Linked DNA regions of Hordeum vulgare: region 2 is linked to region 1. A link is a contact called in public Hi-C data. All regions are on one chromosome and are shown on one strand. Each heading gives the region's core, a stretch centred on a gene start, on an enhancer-like site or on the middle of the called end of the contact. The rest is flanking DNA. Distances are from core to core; before and after follow the strand shown.

The links. A called contact is a pair of places that touch in the nucleus more often than the background predicts.
Region 2: a Hi-C map of seedling shows a contact between it and region 1, with 5 times the contacts expected there. The contact joins the promoter of LOC123426827 here to the promoter of LOC123426822 in region 1. A contact is called at or near these places in 2 of 6 Hi-C or Micro-C datasets (leaf and seedling) and 1 of 1 datasets of contacts at active chromatin or transcription factors (embryo).

Annotation. Positions count from the first base shown.
Region 1 is chr2H:495,914,241-495,917,873 of MorexV3_pseudomolecules_assembly, reverse strand. LOC123426822 (kinetochore protein SPC24 homolog) reads right to left here and starts at 1,856. Exons shown (of 5, transcript XM_045110720.1): 1 at 1,676-1,856; 2 at 1,151-1,292; 3 at 963-1,064; 4 at 415-488; 5 at 1-157. The coding sequence starts at 1,856. The coding sequence ends at 60. It overlaps LOC123426823, which reads right to left and starts at 2,478. Exons shown (of 2, transcript XM_045110721.1): 1 at 2,206-2,478; 2 at 1,685-2,110. The coding sequence starts at 2,390. The coding sequence ends at 1,954.
Region 2 is chr2H:496,506,963-496,510,595 of MorexV3_pseudomolecules_assembly, reverse strand. It overlaps LOC123426827 (putative F-box/LRR-repeat protein 23), which reads left to right and starts at 1,996. Exons shown (of 2, transcript XM_045110724.1): 1 at 1,996-2,680; 2 at 2,784-3,467. The coding sequence starts at 2,103. The coding sequence ends at 3,330. It overlaps LOC123426826 (3-oxoacyl-[acyl-carrier-protein] synthase I, chloroplastic), which reads left to right. Exons shown (of 7, transcript XM_045110723.1): 2 at 1-10; 3 at 228-401; 4 at 768-881; 5 at 957-1,058; 6 at 1,144-1,210; 7 at 1,405-1,736. The coding sequence ends at 1,472.

The DNA of each region.
Region 1 (3,633 bases), core at 607-3,106:
ACAGTCTACAAATGCAATTGCTGCTATTGTAAATGACTATGATCTGCAGGTACCAGGCCCTAAATCATTTTCCAAAGCTTGTCGCAGATCTTAACTGATGACATTGTCTTCTCAAATTCAAAATTATCTAGCTTCTTTATGTTCTTGTCAACAGTATCTGATAAAAGCTAAGGATTTCACGCAAGTTTTGTTTGCTGCAAGATAAAAGTAATAGTGAAGTCCAAAGAAAAAAAAATACAGAATAGTACTCCCTCCGTCCCATAATATAAGAACGTTTTTGACAGTACACTAGTGTCAAAAACGTTCTTATATTATGGGACGGAGGGAGTAGTTAATTTTGATGTCCATTGGTAGAAACTGATGTCCTTGAATACAAAAAAGAAGAAGTCAGAACAGTAGCATATTAAAGGATACATCCAGAAATCTTCTCCTGATCTTCGAAATTTGGAATTGTTTTTGTAACCGTCACAAACATGGAAAGCATACTTCTGCACAAAAATATAGTCGGTCAATTTAACTGAGAAACAGGATAACCAATAACCCAATATAAGCAACAGTCCTGAAAATCATCTCATGTTGAATTAGGAGGAAACATTCATCTAAATTTCAAACGGTGTTTAGAAAAATCACCAAACTTTGCTCGAGAATCTTCAAGAGTTGTGAAATGAAATGCAATGGCAAAATATCATAGGAAAGATAAGGCAGCAGTAGCATTATCCAAATTCATAATTTAGTAATGAACTAGAAAATATCAATTTCAACTTGAATCCTAGTTCTAATATAATGATGAATATCAAACAGACCACTACATGGAACTTACTATTGGGACGGAGAACATAATAGTGCTGCTAGTTATACAGCCCAGATGAGATTTTCTAGCCAGTCCCATCACTTAAATAGTTTCCCGCTGATGGCATGTGTGCAGTTACGAAAGCAAAATGTACATACAAATCCGAACTTACTGTGCCTTCAGCATGTCTTTCTCCTTCTTCTTCACAGCATCCTTCCTTTCTTCTATAGAAGTCCTTTGATGGTCTAGGTCATCAACTTCATCACTCACCGCTGTGTTGACAACATAAGCTGTATCAGTAATCCAACTTAAGATAGCAACTCAGATGATAATGATACAGATGTTGAAATAAGAAGTTATCTTAAGTCTTGGCGAAGGTGTTGCTTTCCCTGCAGTTTCTCCTCCATCTCATTTTGTACCATATTCAGTTCTTCATCAGTAACTGTTTCAGCTTTTACCTTGTCTAACTTTTCCTTGCAGGAGTTTATTTTTTCCTGATACTCTGTTGCACAAAAGAAGCATGCCACTTTTATTGTCAAACACTCAAAATCAGCACTTCTCTGATTATTTTAAAGGTAACCCACTGTTATTATTTTGTTCTCATAACAGGTGCTTGAATTAATAATGGATGTAAAGTGTTTGTTGAATCCTTTGGTATGCAAGTGTTGGAATGGTAAGTAAATTAGGTATGCTGTTTTTTGCTTCAAAAAATCAGGCCCTTTTAAGCAGGATTTTCAACAACAGGTACTCGAAAATTGCCAGTGGGGTCGGATACATTACTCTACATTTCCCACACTGAACTTGAGCACTCAAATCGACTTCACCACACGAGGAGTTCTAAACACGACATGAATCCAAGTCTCAACAGGGCCGGAGAGAACGGACCTTTGACTTGGCGCTCGAGGTTCTCCGACTTGGAGTGGCTGGCGGAGCGCAGCATCCGTGCAAAGTTGGAGGCCTGCGCGAGGGATTCGACGTCCTTTCTGCCCCGGAGCACCCCGACGAGGTCCTTGCTGAGGGAAAGGAGGTTGGCTATGTCAATCCGGCTACCAGCATCTTCCGCCATCGGAGAGGCGCCGGCAAAACCCTAACGGCCTCTTTCGCTTTCAACGGACCGCGAACAGGCGAAGAGAGATGGATTGGGCTCCGTGGGACACCGGCGTTTAGGCGCCGCCGGTGGCTTCCGGGAGGACGGTGCCGGGGATTTTTGATCGATTTGGGCGGACTACTCTGGGGTACACCTTCACCTTCCCCTGCAGCAGGTAGCACGTCTCCTTGGCCGAGTAGGTCCACGGGAACTTGCTCTTCTCGCACCCCCACCTGCAGCCAGGCGCCATCGCATCACCGTCGATGCCCATGCCCCGACAGGAAAGAAAGAAAGATCTACTAAGCGGAAGAGATCGGGCGGGGCTTACTTGGGCCACTGGCGGACGCCGAGCTCCGAGAGGCGGGACTCGGCCGGGTTGCGCTCCAGCCTCACGCCGAGCTTCTCCGACGCCCTCACCCTCGCCGCCACGAACCGTCCTCTGGGTGCTGGGGAAGGAGGGGCGTATCTGAGGCTGTTGATGCGGATTGGAGCCGCCACCATTGGGCTCGCCATACCTTTGAGATGAGTCCTCTGGGCCGGTGTACTCTAGTGTAGTGCAGATCTTAGGCGGCGAAGGGAAGGTTCTCGGTTCTATAGCCGATCAGTGGCCCAGGTTTTTCTCTACTGATAGAAAAATCCAGGCCCACTCATCTCTTATCTTCTCCACACGCCGGCGCGTACTCCTGAAAAAAGAAATTAGTGAAGGATTTGAGTGTGTTGTCCTTCTTTTTTTTTTTTGAACTGGGAACATTTCATTCCATTAATCAGCACGTCAGCCAGAGTCGGCGGCAACGAGACCTTGGGCAAAGGTAGGAGCAAGACCCGGCCATACGGCTTGGGGTTCAAGCACCATCTTCGACCCATGCATCGCGAGAGCGTCTGCAACCTTATTACAAGCCCGTGGGCAAGGAACTATGTCGAAAAAAATAAAGTTTAAAGAAACAAAAGCTTTAATCTCTTGGAACAAACTGCCATTTGTAGCCAGATCATATCTTGATGTCTTGATCGCCGAGACCAACGTGGAAGCATCTGTTTCCAGCACCACATTGCCGATGCCTAACTCCTGCGCCTTGTAGACAGCACGGATACATGCCTCCGCTTCAGCTTGTAGTGCATCGTAGACATTGTTTAGCCGCCCCGCTGCCGAGACCACGACATCGCCTTCATGGTCCCTGATAATAAACCCCCACCCTCCTGTCGAGGTGTCCCTATTGTAGCTCTCGTCAGAGTTTATTTTCAGAATACCTTCTGCTGGTTTGGTCCATCTAGTGATCCCTCGTTCCTGGCTCTGCTTACTCCCGCCAAATAACTCCATATACTCCTCAGTTGTACGTCGTGTCTGCCAGCCCAGCATTTGTATGTTGATCCGAGTCTGATCCACTCTGAATTTGTTGCGGGCATTCCACCAGCTCCAAAGCAGTGCTATGACGGTTGTCGTCTGTGCAATAGATCCAGCTAGCATCACCCGTATCACCTCCTTCGGATCATGAAGTAATATGCATGCACGCCTCACCTCCTCTACCCCCAGGTTCCGCCACAGCTGTTTTGCGCCCTTGCACTGGAAGAAAAGGTGGCTCCCGTCTTCGTCGCGTCTTTGGCAGACCGGGCATCGGGTATCTACCTCGATGCCCCTTCGCTGTAGGTTGACTCTTACCGGCAGGCTATTAGTGGCGATTCTCCAGAGAAATTGTTGTATCTTCAACGGGCAAGGTGCTCGCCAAATTGCTGTCCAGTTGAAACTGTCATCGCCCATCTC
Region 2 (3,633 bases), core at 747-3,246, 590 kb before region 1:
CGGTGTACTGGTATGGTCGATTAACAAAAAATATATCATGTTTTTAAATACTTTTATGTACTTTAGAATCATGTTAGCCATCTACATTCCTTCTTTGGTGTTTGTTGTTTGCTTCAGGTTGTTATATTTATTCTCAGTTTGACACCATGAACTTCAGTCATCAGTTAGATCCTATTGCTATTAGCGACATGTAATGCTTAGACGGTGAAACTCTTGTTCAATAATAGGTTATGGAGAGCCTGGAGCACGCAATGAAGCGCGATGCACCGATAATAGCTGAATACTTGGGAGGTGCGGTCAACTGTGATGCTTACCATATGACTGATCCTAGAGCAGATGGACTGGGTGTATCATCTTGTATCACAATGAGTCTCAGAGATGCAGGTGTTGCACCAGAGGAGGTATATCTTGTATCAACTTCCCAACCATTTTTTGTACATCTGCAGTTATTTTTCCTTCCTAGCATGTCATCTAATATCCGAACTTCCGAAGTTAAAATATTGGCGTGACCGATATTTATGTTCAAATTTTCATCTGGGGGGCCTGTCGGCAAGATTCTTTTCTGTTAAGTGAAATACACCCCCCCCCCCCCCCCAAAAAAAAAGAACGGTACTGTCACATTATTAGAATATTTATTAATTTGTTTATAAGCTTAGTGTTCCCCTGCTTAGCTGCAGTTTTGGTTCATACTTTTTTCTCAATTCTTGTTTGATTCGTAATGCAGAGTATCAGTCAGCAGATTTTGATTCCATTTGATGTATTTTTAGGTGAACTACATCAATGCACACGCAACTTCGACACTTGCTGGTGACTTGGCTGAAGTAAGAGCCATCAAACAAGTCTTCAAGAATCCATCTGAGATTAAGATCAATTCTACAAAGGTTCGCTCGCTTGCTTCCATGTCATTTCCTAGTTGTTCTCCTATCTGATTATCTATTGTCACTTCCTTGCGGCAGTCCATGATAGGCCATTGCCTGGGTGCGGCGGGTGGGCTAGAAGCTATTGCCACTATCAAGTCCATAACTACAGGATGGGTGCATCCTACCATTAACCAATTTGTAAGCTAGTCATTACCATGTCTGAATCTCGTTGTCACACATACCGTCAGAGTTTCTCATGTTTTGAGTTATTTCTCTTCTGCAGAACCCGGAGCCTGAAGTTGATTTTGATACAGTAGCTAACGAAAAGAAGCAGCATGAAGTGAATGTTGGTGAGTTCCTCCATCCCTGAACAGCGCCTCCCCCAGCCCCATCCCCCTTCTCTCTTAAAAGTGGTGCATAATGAACGGTAGCCAAATGCTCAGCAGAATAGCTCACATAGAATCTACCATCCATTCACAAGTGCATACAATTATCACCCCCAGCATCTCTATCTTTACGCGTGTTTGGTATCTTGTAAATGCAGGTATTTCTAACTCATTCGGATTTGGAGGGCACAATTCCGTGGTAGTATTCGCGCCATTCAAGCCGTGATACGTCTTTGCTTCAGGGATGTATGATCCGCGACATTCTCTTGATTAGATGTTCTTAGGCTGCTTGAATTTAAAAGATTTTATTTCTCCTGGTGGAGCAAGTTTTGATGATTGGTAGAGTGGTGCTGCCTTGACCTGGACACTGTTGTTCATATGATAATTCTTTCGGGTGCATCCCGCGTGTACCAAGTTGTAGAAAATCTGGAATGATGTAAAGGATCCTTCAGTATTACGTATGAATTTGGTACTCCATAGTTCCTTTGGATGTTCTTCACCCTTCCCTTCGCTGCACAAAGTGTTGCTGTAGACAGTTTTCCGACTAAATGTCTAGTAGTAATTTTTTTTTTTGGCGAATAGTAGTAAATACAGTATCTTTGAAGCAGTAATATTGTTGATGTTATCATGGAATCAGTTTTGTTTTTACTGGTTAAGGAAAGTGATAATAATAAGATTAAGCCACAACAACCCTGATGAGGTTGCCGTTGCGTGCACACCTCGGCCACAACGACGTAGCTTAGCTAGCTACCTACCACCACACTTCTCCACTACATACACCAAAGTCAAGGATGAATAAACCAACGTGTCAATTTCTTGAGCCAAGGCCGCTGCAATTTCACATGATTTTAGGCACATGAAACAGATCAGGGCCACCTTTCGTGATGTGATTTGCGGAAGAAACGTGTTGCTAACGCCGAGACTCGGCCCTCCTTTTAGTTCCAGGCGGCGACGTACCGAACCAAAGGCCACTCGCCCCGTCCCCGTCCCCGTCCGCCTCGACACGACACGACACGACGCGATGGCCGCGCCCGCGCCCTCGCCCTCGCCCTCGCCCTCCCGCCACCACCGCCCCGATGAGCCTCCCTCGGAGGAGGAGGCGGCGAGGGACTGGGCGGGGCTGCCGTGGGACGCGCTGCTGGCCGTGCTCCACCGGCTGGACCACGTCGACGTCCTCATGGGGGCCGGCCAGGTGTGCAGCCCCTGGCGCTGCGCTGCGCGGGACGAGCCGGAGCTGTGGCGCCGCGTCGAGGTGCGCTCCCACGCCGACCGCCGCCCCTTCCACACCGCGGAGCCTTCCCGCGCCAGGCGCCACTCCTGCGCCGTCCTCTGCGGGCTGGCGCGCGCCGCCGTCAGGCGCGCCGCGGGGCAGTGCGAGGCCTTCTGCGGCGAGGGCGCCGCCGACGACAGTGTCCTCTCCCTCCTCGCCGACGAGTGAGTTCTCTTTTAATTCTTGCTTGCTCACCCCAACACGCTAGCTAGCTCCCCAGTCTGCTTCGATTTCGTACCAAATCCTTCTGCGATCTGTTCGTCACAGGGCGCCCTCGCTGAAGAGCCTCCGGATCATCTCCGGCGACAGGATCGTCGACGGGAGGCTCAGGCTCACCGTCACGAGCTTCACCCTGCTGGAGGAGCTGGAGCTGTCGCTCTGCACCGACGTTTACCCGGGGACGTGCGAGGCCGTCGGCAGCGCCTGCCCTCGCCTCAGGCGCTTCCGGCTGAGCAAGGACGGGTTCTGCAAGTGGTACACCAAGAACATCGACCAGGAAGCCATGGCCATCGCCACCATGCGCGGGCTGCGCTCGCTTCAGCTCTTCGCCAACCCTCTCAGCAACGACGGGCTGGCGGCCATCCTTGCCGGGTGCACGCGCCTCGAGTCGCTCGACATCCGCCACTGCTTCAACGTTGGGATGGGCGCTGCTGCGATCCGAGCACGGTGTCCTGGGATCCACACGCTGAGGCTCCCCCGTGACTCGACGATTGACTACGATCTCAAGTTTTCTCCCCAGGATATGACCCCGTGGAATACCCAGGACGAGAATTACTGCGATTGGCACGACCTGATCTATTGCAGTTCATGGTAGTGTAGTGTACTAGTGTGCAACTACACCTCAAAATGTATAGAACATAAAGGGATGGTTGATAAGATAATTGTATTTAAATCTTGCATGTAATTTAGAGATGATAAAAAAAGTTTATAATGGATCATCTTTTAGCTTTATTTTTTATAACTAGCAAAAGGGACCATGCGTTGCAACGGGAGAAAGAAATACCACATGACATACGCTCTTAATTTATAAAAAAATGTTTATAATTTGAGAATTTATAGTTACGATACAAATAAAGATGGTCTTATCCTACAAAAATGCAGTTCAAAATTTCACAGG